Regions from separate parts of the Sus scrofa genome. Here region 2 is linked to region 1. The links are chromatin contacts, called in public HiChIP or PLAC-seq maps. All regions are on one chromosome and are shown on one strand. Each heading gives the region's core, a stretch centred on a gene start, on an enhancer-like site or on the middle of the called end of the contact. The rest is flanking DNA. Distances are from core to core; before and after follow the strand shown.

Region 1 (6,610 bases), core at 2,140-4,639:
TTTTATTTACTTTTTCTTGAGAACATCACAGTAAAAGAATTTTTCTGGACCTATCCAAACCTGCCTATATCATACACCTCACTACAAATACTTTAAACGTGGTTTAATCTTACTTATGGAGGGTGGGCCTTATAGTATTAAAATAATATAAATTGAGGGACATTTTATTTTATTTTATTTTATTTTTAATCTTTTTAGGGCCGTACCCGTGACATATGGAAGTTCCCAGGCTAGGGGTCAAATCAGAGCTGTATCCGCTGGCCTACACCACAGCCACAGCAATGCAGGATCTGAGCCACATCTGTGATCTACACCACAGCTCACAGCAATGCCGGATCCTTAACCCAGTGAGTGAAGCCAGGAATTGAATCTTCATCTTCATGGATGCTAGTCAGCTTCATTTCTGCTGAGCCACAACAGGAACTCCAAGGGACATTTTAAATGTGTCTTTTGTTTTTATTTTATCTGTTTCCTCTTGGAGAATGAATGAATTGGTGTCAGTATCATCTTACAATAAGAATTCTCTCTGTAGAAATCACTGTTGATGGCAAAGTTCCAAATGAAAGATGATTTAGATCTGGATCAGAAAATTTTATCATCACAATAGAGAAATGTCAAGAATTGTACATGAGAATTTAAAGAGGATGAGGGAAAACTCCTCCAGATTAGAAGGAAGTAGCATAAATATTGTACCTTCTTCCCCCACATAAATGATAAACCACATGAATGATATGCAGAATTAAATCAAACAGGTTTACAGAGAAGCTCAAATCCAGATTGACTTTAGTGTGGATATAGAAATGCAACATTTACCTCTGCGGTCCTAGTTTGGCATTAAACTGCTGGTCAGTTCATAGAGTTTTGAGAAGTAGATGAGTTCAGGTTTTGAGGAAGTTAAATAATATAAAGGTGAAGTGTAGATCTAGAGACCTAATATAAAAGAGACTGTTGTTTTTGATTCAGTAGATTATAGAGTATTCGAATGAACTTCAAAAGATTGAATAGGAACTCCATGCCAAAAAAAAAGTTGAAGGCAATGTAAACAACATGTTCACGAACTTACTCATGAATTAAGATAAAAGACTAAAAAAAGCAGTTGTAGCTGCTTGTATGTGTGAAAAATTTCACACTTCAAATTGCATATTGAAATAGCAGAATCGTTTAGCAACACAACTCAGATAATCCAGAGGAAATAAGTCCTTTATCAGAAATGAGAAAGAAAGGAAGTAAGAAGATCAGAAAGCAAGTTTAGAAATTCAATTCTTTTTATTCCCAGCAATTGGCAAAAATACCTAACATGGCAGGTATTGTCAATACCTGTTTGTCAATAAATATTTGTGGAGTAAATAGGAGGGAAAGAGCAAAGAAAGGAAAGTAAGACCATAGTTAAAGAGTGGGCATTGTGAGACTTTAGAAAAAATTTCCAGACATCCTGTAAAGATAGAATAATACTTTTTAAAGGAGAAGGAAAATAAGAGGTTGGCAAGAGTCATTAGAGCCTGAGGCCAGAGGTTAACAACACTCTCATAAGATGACATTACAAGTTCATTAAGAACCAGAAGGAAGTGTAAGTATCCAAAAATAGTTCAAAATTAAAAGTTACACAAGGCCAGTGAGAGCAGAGCCCTAGCGAATTTTCCACAATTTAAACAGGGCGGTGTACTAGAAAGCTCATGGACAGAGACAGAAAGCTAGCTCTGATTTGCATCTTTCCCATTGGATGCTCTGTGATTTTAAGCATGCCCCATACCTACTTTGAGCTTCTGTTTTTCATTGGTAAAATTGGGAAGGTAATGCAAATATTTATATCTCCATGTCATTTTGAGCATCAGATGAGATTTTTGTACATGTAAATTGTGTTGCAGACAGTATAACAAACAAATCCTTGGTTTTTAAAAAAAAAAAAAAGTTTAGCTCAAATCAAGAAAAAGAATCATGATATTTCTCATTGTGGTCAAATCACTCATCTATAAAGTAACATGGGCCTCTAAAGGACAGACCCTATAGCTCTTACTCAGCCATGGATTCTGTAGCTAAGATCTGCCATGAACTAAAGGAGTCATTGCCATCATCATGCTCATCATCAACGTCATTGTCATTATCATTTAACACCTAGTGAGTTCTCGCAATATATCATGGATTAGTGTTCTACATATATTATCAGCTCACTATTAATATAGCTCAATATTATTCTCTATGTATATTTTTAATTATTCCCATTATAGAAGCGAAAAAAACTATGGAACACAAAATCTAAGCAACTAATGCAAATCAGCAGGAAGAAAAAAAGATTCTTTAACAGACATCTTGCCTTCACTAAAAACAGAGATAATAATCACTGCTCACCAATAGGTGTTAGAGATTGGGCTGGTTACTTAGTCCTGCCAAAATTTATCCCTATTAAATTAGGACAATGCTAGTACCCACTTCATAAAGTATTTGTGATAATTATTATTGAAGGAGATGATGTAAGTACAACAGCAAATACATGGCCTGATCCATAGTAAATGCCAAATAAATGGGAGCTTTTTTGGTTTTACTATTACTGTAACCATGGTCATCAAAAGTTTGTAATGTACTACTATTACTTGGGTATAGAGGACACTTGGTAGTAAAAAGAAACTCAAATTTACATAGGCAGATGACAAAATAAGATGGGAATTACAGATGTTAAATACAGAAGACAAAAGTTGATATGAGAGGTATCAATCCCTGATAGGATACTAACCTAACAAAAGTAGCTAAATTCTCAATGAATTCATGTTCCTGATTTCAGTGAAAGTTGTACTTATTGAATGACTGAAATCTCTGTAACCTGTTGTCACCTAGCTGTCTGAGCACCTGTGCTGGTGTAGACCTATCTCTTATTTACATTTAGTGATTACTGTGTCTACTGCTAGAGTATTCTTAGAAATGATAGCAAAGCTAAAAATAGAAAGACACTTAAAGCTAAACCACATTTTACCACACTGACGATAAAGCTTTATAATTCATGTCCCTTGTGGAATAGAAGTATCTTTCTATAATAAGGCTATTGCTTTGCTACAGGAGAAAAAAAAAAGACAACAAAATTTTTGACATCAAATTTAACTCTAAGGTATTTCCTATTGCATGAAAAATTCCAAGTGAAACAAATTTGGGGCAAAAGCAATACTTTTCTTTGGTTATCAGGGAATTTGCTGGGAAAAGCTATCAAGTCAAAAACCCAAATGATTTATTATTCATTAATGAATTTATTTACAGAAATATCTAAGATACAGTGTAGTTCTAGATGCTCAAAGAGTTCTGCAAAGGATGGAACACTGTTATTGAGAAGACTGTGTACTTAAGAAACATAAAACATGAGAGCCCAATGGAAATAGAGAAATCTAGAAATTACCACATCCATGATTCACTATTGTTCCCTAAGATTGTGTTAACTTTGTGATCTCTTGGAAAATTATCCCCAGGAAGGTCTTAGTGATCAGGCAAATATCATAACGTGTTTTCAAGATTTCTCCAAATTACATATTATTTAAGAAAATGTTCCAAGAATTTACAAACCTGGCTGACCTGAACTATGAAGTAGTGATAAATCAAACACTGCCAGTATCTGGGTTTCTCCCTTCAAGGGCGTTAGAAACTACTGAGGCTACATTAAAAAGCGTGAAGCTGGAGTTCCCGTCGTGGCGCAGTGGTTAACGAATCCGACTAGGAACCATGAGGTTGCGGGTTCGGTCCCTGCCCTTGCTCAGTGGGTTAACGATCCGGCGTTGCCGTGAGCTGTGGTGTAGGTTGCAGACGCGGCTCGGATCCTGCGTTGCTGTGGCTCTGGCTTAGGCTGGCAGCTACAGCTCCGATGCGACCCCTAGCCTGGGAACCTCCATATGCCGCAGGAGCGGCCCAAAGAAATAGCAAAAAAAAAAAAAAAGCGTAAAGGTGGAGGTAAAAACAAGACACCTCAGAAATAATAACTTGCAATTTTGTAACACCTTACCCTTTCCTGATGAGCTGACTTTTAATGGATTGACAGAGTTAATGTTCAGATTTACTTAATTTCAGGAACATATTTGACTCTTGAGAGCTAAGAAGGAGAAAAAATTTTCTAAGCTCAGTAAAACTAATATATCTGCATAAAAATAGGTAAACATTTAAAGAATATTTTAATTGGGTACCTACTTCTACATTCTTCTTCTAAAGACCAAAAATGATGAAGGCTTGGATGCGTCTTTTGGAAAAAATGATGTACTACTTACTCCACTGACTCAGTCCATTATAGATGGGGTTTTTTTTTCTGTAATTGACTGAGCCTTTTGATAATTTCCAGACAGCCTAAAGACCTGGAAGCTTTTTCATATATCATATTTTAAGCTTCGTTAAGCAATTTACCAGTAAAGGATTTTAGCAGGAGTTTGTTTTTCTCCACAGACAGCTAATGGGGCATAATGAGTAAATTCCAACCTTTGACAAAGTATGTAAAAGTAGATGGATAATGATTTTGTGAAGGATTAAGACACAGATTGCCACTAAAGAAAGGAAGTCTGCATGAAATCATGCAGAGATAGATTCTTGCATCATGTTATTAAAGGTTTCTCTCTCCTACTCCCTAATTCTAGCCCTGTTGAATTTGAATTAAGTAGCACTAACATGTTAAAGAAAAAGTGCTAATTGTTTTTTACTAAAAGTTGGCTACCTTGATTAGACTCATAAAAATGCTTTTTAAAGTGTATTATCTTTTTTTATTTTTTATTTTTTGCTATTTGTCCATGCATGTACATAAAGTGATCAAGAATAACCATATCAATCCTAGGCTTTATTGATGATTCTAAGAATCTTGAATATGTGACATCAATTTTACATTGAAAAGCATTCCTCTCATGTTATAACTGAAGAGTCGGTGCTAGTGGAAGATGCCCAAATGTGCACAATTTATTTGGTTAGACAATTTGTTCTTTGACAGCTCCATCAAGAAAATGAATTTAATTTTGATTTCCACAAATGCTCACTGTTAGGAAATATAATTTGCCATTAGCGAATACACATTTGAGAGACTCTGTTAAGCTGTGATCATGTCTATTTATATGTTGTTGATTCTGTTCTAATTGTCCAATTCAGTAAGTGAGTGGCAATTAATATATGCAAAGGTGACTCCCTGAGCATAGTCCAAAATACATTATAATATCAAATCCCCCTAGGAAGCTGAAGCTCCCCATCTCTCCATCTCACCAACTTGACCCTTATCATGTTGGTAACAAAGTGGACCAATGAAGAAATGTCCTTTTCTTTGTTCAGCTGGATTCTCTGTTACTGCAAGAGTGCATGTTAGAGAGTTTAACCCAGTTTAATTAAAAGGAGATTATTTCCCTCATTCTTCTCTTCCTTCTCCCAGTGACTGAGTACATGCTTTGTGGTAGCTATTACACATAGGTAAGCATTAAATCAGTAGTAGAAGAAGAACATGACCTAGAAATTTAATATGGGATGGGCAGTTAAGAAGAAAGACATGAAGGGAAGAGTTCCTGTTGTTGCTCAATGATAATGAGTCTGACTAGTATCCATGAGGATGCAGGTTCAATCCCTGGCTTTGCTCAGTGGATTAAGGATCTGGCATTGCTGTGAGCTGTGGTGCAGGTTGCAGATGCAGCTCAGATCTGGCATTGCAGTAGCTGTGGCATAGGGCTGTAGCTGCACCTCCCATTCGACCCCTAGCCAGTGTGACCCTAAAAAGAAAAAAAAATGCCAATGAAAGGAAATCAGAAATAACTCCAGCCACCTAAGAAGAAATTAGGAAAATAAAGAGAAACAGGCAGTACAATTATTATGGCTTCATTTTCTCTTCTATTAAATATGCAGCATCTGTGAGAAGGTGTTGAAAAATAACTCAGGAGTCAGTCATGTGTGAGTGTGTGTATGTGTGTGTGTTTAGTTATACATATGTATATATATATGTGCACATATCTATATATATCATCTGTGTTCTGAAAGGATAAAATGAGATGATACATACTTCGGTTTATATTCCCCATGTTTAGCAGAGTGTCTGCATCTCATTTAGCACTAAACAAATACTTGTTGAGTAAATGATTATGAGTGGGCAGTGTTGCTCTCAGTTCTAAGGTACCGCCCACTTGATTTCAGCCACAAGTACTTCATTTGCTATAGAAATATTCTCCCAAGCTATAGAATCAGCAACAATGATTACCATCAGGCTCTTCTTCCCTTAGGACAAGTGTAAGGTCAAAATACAAGGTGCATGTTCAGGAGCAAGTGCAAAGGAGAGCATTATCACTTGATATAAGAAATAGGTCAGGAATTGCCACACTAGAAGATCTTCAATTGTTTTTTTTTAGTACAATAATATCAATTTTGATTAATTTTAAAATATACACTGTATGCCACAAAATGTTTATGTTAAAGAATTGTGTTACAAAATTAACCCAAACAATAAATTTTAAATCCCTCTGTGTGTAAACATCCTATGCACTAATATCACAATAAGCAAATGTAGACATTTCACAAATATTTTTCAGAATCATTCTGTAATTGGAGGTACATAGAGTGTCTTATAATATTGACGCAGTAGTGTTTCAACACATGCATTTAAGAAGTGAAAAATCCCCATGGAAATTCA
Region 2 (6,610 bases), core at 2,468-4,967, 120 kb before region 1:
AACAAGTGGGTAATTGAAAAATGGTCTATAAAGATTTGCCTTTGCTTTACAAATACAAAATTGATTGTCCTAAATATGTAGAGTACTAATCTTGGGGAAAACAACACAAGTCAGAGAATGAATAATTTTTAAAAATGAAACAATTTATTTTAAATATTATTAAAAATACTTAATGCTGAACAGTGAATTGAAAAACCAATGAGCAGTATCTACAGGCAATTTGTCTGGTGTACCATAATGTTCTTAAAGTATATGGGTTCAATTTACTTCACGTTAGCATCTGAATTTGAAATGTTTAAATCTTGCTACGGCAATGCCAGATCAGCTCTCTAGATTACCTCTAGAGGGCAATGTCTCATTAAAATTATAATCTTGGGCACTACTAGGCTCTATTTACAGTAGAGCTATAAGCAAATCCTATTGAATTGAAGTGCCAAGTACATGACCTCTGTCTATATAACTTGTCTCTTAGTGGAATGAAAAACAATGTAGATTGGACCTAACCGGAAATTGCAAAGTGGAAGGCTCACTCTGAGCCCACACTGACCATCTGTGAATAGTGCACCTGACCTCAATGAATTCTCAGTCATTGACTTGACCACTCTTGGACTCACCCAGCTCTGAGTGGGTTTTGTGTGTTGTGTTCTCTTCTTTTCAAAGAAAGCTATATGTCCATCCTCAAGGTTGTATTTCACTTTGGCTACCCAAGACAGATTTTAAGTTTTCTAATAGTCTAAAAACTGCAGAGCTGGACTGTATGAGTTCCTTGGTCCCAGAGTACCAAACAAATGTGTTTCTGAATCTTTTTTGACCTTGAGCTAGTTAGTTAACTTTTCTGAGTTTGTTTTCCCTACTAGTAAAATAAGGATAATAATATCTAACATGAGGAAGTTGTAGTGAAAATTAACGAGTTAACGCATATAAAGCAGTATGCCCAGGGTCTGATACATTAGAAAGTAAATGGTAGCTGTTTTTATGTCTCTTTCTCATTTTCATTGTGAGCCCTGCCAAGTTCCTACCCAAGAACTAATCCACCTGAATAACTTCATCATTTTACCTGTGCCACCTTCATTCATTCTTCAGGAGCCAGCTATAGGCTTTTTTTCTGTTGAATTTCCCAAGTTTCATAATCAAACTGAGTTGTCCATACCCCTTGTTCCCACCAAGCTTATTGATACTTGTGTTACAATCTCACCATGTTGGGTTTTTTTTCTGTTTGTTTGCTTTTACTTCTTTAAAGTATAGTTAATTTACGATGTTGTGCCAATTTCTGCTATATAGCAAAGTGACCCAGTCATATAGCATTTACACACACATTCCTTTTCTTATATTATCTTCCATCATGGTCTATCCCAAGAGACTGGATATAGTTGCCTGTGCTGTACAGTAGGACCTCAGTGCTAATCCATTCTAAATGTAATAGTTTACATCTACTAACCCCAACCTCCCAGTCCATCTCACTCCCTCTTCCCACCCCCTCGGCACACACAAGTCTGTTTCCTATGTCTATGAGTCTGTTTCTATTTTGTAAATAGGTTCATTTGTGCTATATCTTTGATTCCGTACATAAGTGATATATGGTATTTGTCTTTCTCTTTCTGACTTACTTCACTAGTATGGTAATCTCTAGTCACCATGTTGTTTTGTTATTTATCTGTTTGCACATTTCAACATCTTCCAAATAACTATTAACTTTGCATGGCCAGAAACAGTATTTTATTCACCTCTAACTTACTAGTACATAGGACAAAGTACACCACATAGTAGGTTCTCAGTAAAAGTTTGCATCAGTGAAGGAATGAATGAATAAATGGATGACCCTTCACAGTCTCACCTTGACCACATTTCAAGTATCATAATTCCCACAGTCCTTTCTGAGTGGATTGCAAAATCAGCACGCTCTGCACTTTTCCCAGGATGGTGGGAGGAATTGCTTATCTAGTCCCTTTTATTTGGGGCCAAAAGGAATTACTTTTGGGAAGATTGCCCTGCTGGAAACAGCAATCTTTTCACTCTTTTTTTTCTCTTGATTTCCCTTTTTGAATTCCTTTTGTCATATCAGCCTAAAAAGGACTTAAGGCATGTTTCTGTGCCCACTAAAAGCTCCTGCCAAAGATAAGCAAAGAATAGGAAAAATTGGAATAGCCTTGTTAGATTTCTGTCATTATGGATAATTGAGCTTTTTATAGTATGATTTAATTTTTACAATTAAAAAACAGAGAAAAGAACTACCGTGGTTGAAAAAAGTTCTACTGCTCTGTTAAAATTTATTTTCTAGTCTACCAAAAATAATCAGATCAATAACATGTTTTTTAAAAATTATGGAAGATACAAGATATTTTGGAAACCAAGGAACAGATTAGTTGACTGTTTCATTTGGGGTTTTTCTTTCACTCACTTTTCAAACTGGAGTTTGTGAGTTTGCCTGATAAAGTTCAATCAACTGGCTCAATAGAGAAGTGTAATCTAGCTTCCTGTGTCCAAGTAAGATTTTTAGTAACACCTTTTAAAATGATGAGATGGCAATTACCTCCTGTACCTCATACCAGTTCAAAATGAAATGAAATTCAAATCCATTACTTGGTTAAAAGGTCACATTCTAGTCCATCTTTGCCAAAATTAAACAACGCTGTAGTTTCCCAGGAATTCCCTATGTTTACAAGTCTTAAAAAATAATTATTCAAGGACATTTCAAAAGTTTGCATTAATTACCAAGAGAAAAAGACATTTTAAGAATAGCATAATAAGTCATAATAAGATCTCCCAAGTACATAAAGTGTTAGGGATGTACAGGAGTTGGTGACCAGCTTGGTTTCCACCAGGAAGGGTGCCTGACTGCAGATCTCCAAGGGCCTTGGCAAAGCCAGTGACCATGCCCTTCCTCAACACCCATGGAAATCCAGCAACCATCTAAGAGGGTGCCTGGAAAAAGATGCCCTGTAGGAGCAGTAATTTAACCTTTTAAAAATTAGGTTTTAAATGTTTTAAAAATTAAGTCCAGGGGCTTTGGGAGCACCTCTCCATTAACCCAAATACTTGCAGCATATTCTAAGTTACAATCATGCATATCATGCATGGAAAAAAATAGTGTGAGAAAGAACAGCTTGATCTTCAAGTAAAGGGTTGACGTCTAAGGATATTTTCTAAGGATTTCAGAAATGAAATGCACTCTCAGATGGCTGCTTTACCATGTTTGATAAGTTAAGGGAGATCATCATCATCCACATATATCCTTTTCTCTCCCCCTCCTCTTCCTTCTCCTTTCCCAGTTCTCCATATGTTTTCGCCTATATGTTTTGTGATTTGAAAGTTCCTAGTGTGTAACTATGTGGGGAAGGCAACATATTCCACAGCAATTGACTCTAATGGATATTATTCCAAATTGCGCTTCCCTGCAACATGCAAAAATTGTGAACTTGATACATCTTAACTGAAAGAGGCACAGAAAGCAGTTAATAAATATTGGTCAAGGCCAGCCTCCTAGAGTATGCCATCCCCGTCTCCATGTCCCAGCCATCACCAGATCGTTATGTGACATTTGAGAATTTGGAGGTCATATACAATTATCTCCAATGTAATAAAGTGGGTTAGAGTAAACATGGGGTGATCAATTAAAGGATAACTTAATCAGAAAGTACCCTTGCCTAAATACTGGGTGCTCTCTCTCTTGCAGTTGGCCATTAAGAACATTATTTGAGAATTGCATAATTATGTAGATCAAAAATGGAAATTGTGTGACAGGTCAGAGGGAAAAACAAGGACGTCAAAATAGAAGAAATCAACCCAAGGATTCTGGATTTTATAGCACCTTCCCAGGGCAAAGTAACCAAAATCAATGTCAAAGTATATCATCCTGATTCCAGGGCATGTTTTAAATGTGCAGAAACTGGATCCAAGTAAACATTTAATAAATATCTACTTTTTTAAAAAAGTAAATAGCTCTGGTCAGAGTCTGCTTGTTCCTTTCCATGGTCCCTCAGAGATGTGAAAGTTCTTGGATCGCTTTCAGGTTCATGCCTTCATAGTCACATGCCATGGAAGTTATTATTGGCCAAGAAATAAGTGCATGCCAATTCAGTTTGTGCAATATTAATGCTCTGGAATGTAAAAAGTGCCAACCATATGAACATATTGCTACAAATAATCTTGAATAATAAAGATCATATTTTTTAACCTTAATACAAGTTTATTTCAATTAAAAATCATCCAGAAGTGAATGGATAACCTGACATCAAGAAATGGCAATATATAAAACATAATCGATTAGTAGCCTTAATTTACTTTGCTATGTGATTCATCACTAACAACTTTTGAATATCCCTGATATATAGTGAATTGAAATCTCAAGCTACTGAATAGTTATTTGATGTTAACAAAGAACAGATTATATTCAGATCTTGTGCAGTTTATAGTGCATCTGATTTTTATTAGTGTTTGGCTGGTTGCTTCCTTAATTCTTCCAATTTTTTTTTTTTTTTACTAAAGTTGTTCTCAGTTGAGTTTAGCAAGCAAGATGAGCTCTCATTTTATTATCAAAGTTTCCAGCACATAATAATAAAAAGCTATGATGTAGTTGTATAAATATCCCAATTGCCTAGCAATAAGAAAGAACATACAAATAAGATAAATAATTATCAACTGAGGCACACTCCAGGAAATTATCCCAGTGTTTTTCTTTTTCAATTCTAAATCTATTGCTTTTTTTCTTCCAAGGTAATGGCACCATTTCTATTTGGAATACAGATATACTTTTTATCACATTCACATTTTTACTGAGTAGTTATAGATGGATATATTAGGTAGATATATTAAGAAAAACAGTATCATAATTAAAAATGTTTGAACATATCTAATGTTTCAGAAATTCTATTACTAATTAGCAATAACAGACTTTTTGTTTGTTTGTTTGTTTTTTAGGGCCACACTCAGGGCATATGGAGGTTCCCAGGCTAGGGGTCTAATAGGAGCTACAGCTGCTGGCCTACGCCAGAGCCACAGCAATGCCAGATCTGAGCCGCATCTGCGACCTACACCACAGTTCACAGCAATGCAGGATCCTTAACCCACTGAGCAAGGCCAGGGATGGAACCTGTAACCTCATGGTTTCTAGTCGGATTCGTTTCCGCTGCGCCACAAAGGGAAATTCAGTAGCAGACTTTTTTTAATGTTTCTTTAAGAAATACACAAAACAGCGTTCCTGTTGTGGTGCATCGGAAAGGAATCCGAATAGAAACCAAGAGGTTACGCGTTCCATCCCTGGCCTTGCTCAGTGGGTTAAGGATCCTGCATTGCCGTGAACTGTGGTGTAGGTCGCAGATGCGACTCAGATCTGGCATTGCTGTGGCTCTGGCGTAGGCCAGCAGCTGTAGCTCCTATTAGACCCCTAGCCTGGGAACCTCCATATGCCATGAGTGTGGCCCTAAAAAGCAAAAAAAAAAAAAAAAAAAAAAGAAAGAAAAAAAGAAAAGAAATACACAAAACATACATGTGGTTTAAAAACTCAAATATTTCTAGAAAATCTAGAATTAAAAACAAGTTGCAGTCCTAATCACTATTTTTCTGTTTCTGCTTTCAGAGACAAAAATCATTTGTTGTTCTCAATTCATTATCTGGTGATTATCTCTTCATTTCTGAATCATGTATTTATACTGAGGTTTTTGTTTTGTTGATTACTGACATTATTTATTGAGTTTCTAACAGGAAAAGAGAGAATTCACCTATCCTAAGCTTTAGTTTTCCTGCTCCTTCTTTCCAACAGTAATTCTTTGCTTATAGATGCTTCCCTGGTTACTGTTGCAACTTTAAAAAATCGATTTAAACCACTTTTTCTTGATCCATTAATGATAGGAAATGAGGAACTTTGTGAAATGAGGAACTTCTCTTTCCTACCTTTCCTTCCATTCTCCTTTCCCTTTCACATATGTCAACTATGCATTTAAGTTTTATATCAGCAGAGTTGATAATAGCTATGTTCTGCTCTGTCTGGTTAATCTCTGAAATGGGTCAATTAGTGGAGTTTATCAACAACAAAAAATTTTTTTAAATCTCTACTCACTTGCATCATATTCTCAAGTTTTTCTAAAGTTTCAATCGTATTTTAGACCACCTATTTTTACCCCCAGAGAGGTTAGTCACAAATAATTCCATCAATGCTTCTCATTCTGGTTTTGTGGGCCTACTGCCTATCTGACCATCTAAGAAGTCCCTTTAATGTTACTTCAGGTTGGCTCTACTATTTCCTAAATCCTATTTTTCCCTCATGAAACTATGCAATATCATTTTATATCACTAATATTCTTCACTTTTTAAAATATTTAATAGTTGGAGATTGCAGTGATCCTCTATGCCTCTTAAGTTTTCTGTCACTATATCTAGTCTGTCCTATATTCTAGAAGTTTGACCTCAATTTATTTTCTAAGACTTCATTTTTATTTTAAAAAAAGTTTTTATTATCCAAAAGATTTCTTTATGTCCTGATTGTGTTCCCTCAAAAGTGTAGCTGAAAGCACATATATGTGTTAAAATTCCACAAACTTCAAATATGTGTATTTTATCTTATGTAACTTATGTTTCAATAAAGGCTTTACAAGCTGGAAAAAGTCCATTTATC

Evidence for each region. HiChIP or PLAC-seq counts read pairs in DNA pulled down with a chosen protein or histone mark.
Region 2: a contact with region 1 is called in an H3K27ac HiChIP or PLAC-seq map of skeletal muscle. The contact joins two enhancer-like sites. A contact is called at or near these places in 10 of 47 Hi-C or Micro-C datasets (brain, embryonic fibroblasts, fetal heart ventricle and 4 more) and 1 of 2 datasets of contacts at active chromatin or transcription factors (skeletal muscle).

Annotation. Positions count from the first base shown.
Region 1 is chr17:1,551,315-1,557,924 of Sscrofa11.1, reverse strand. The region is part of intron 1 of DLC1 (rho GTPase-activating protein 7); the gene reads left to right. Among named protein-coding and RNA genes, the nearest start is that of C17H8orf48, 56 kb to the left of the region's middle. Within about 2 kb of position 3,389, at least 1 of the 83 cell types and tissues checked has an H3K27ac peak or open chromatin away from gene starts, as enhancers often do.
Region 2 is chr17:1,667,193-1,673,802 of Sscrofa11.1, reverse strand. No RefSeq gene overlaps it. Among named protein-coding and RNA genes, the nearest start is that of DLC1, 33 kb to the right of the region's middle. Within about 2 kb of position 3,717, at least 12 of the 83 cell types and tissues checked have an H3K27ac peak or open chromatin away from gene starts, as enhancers often do.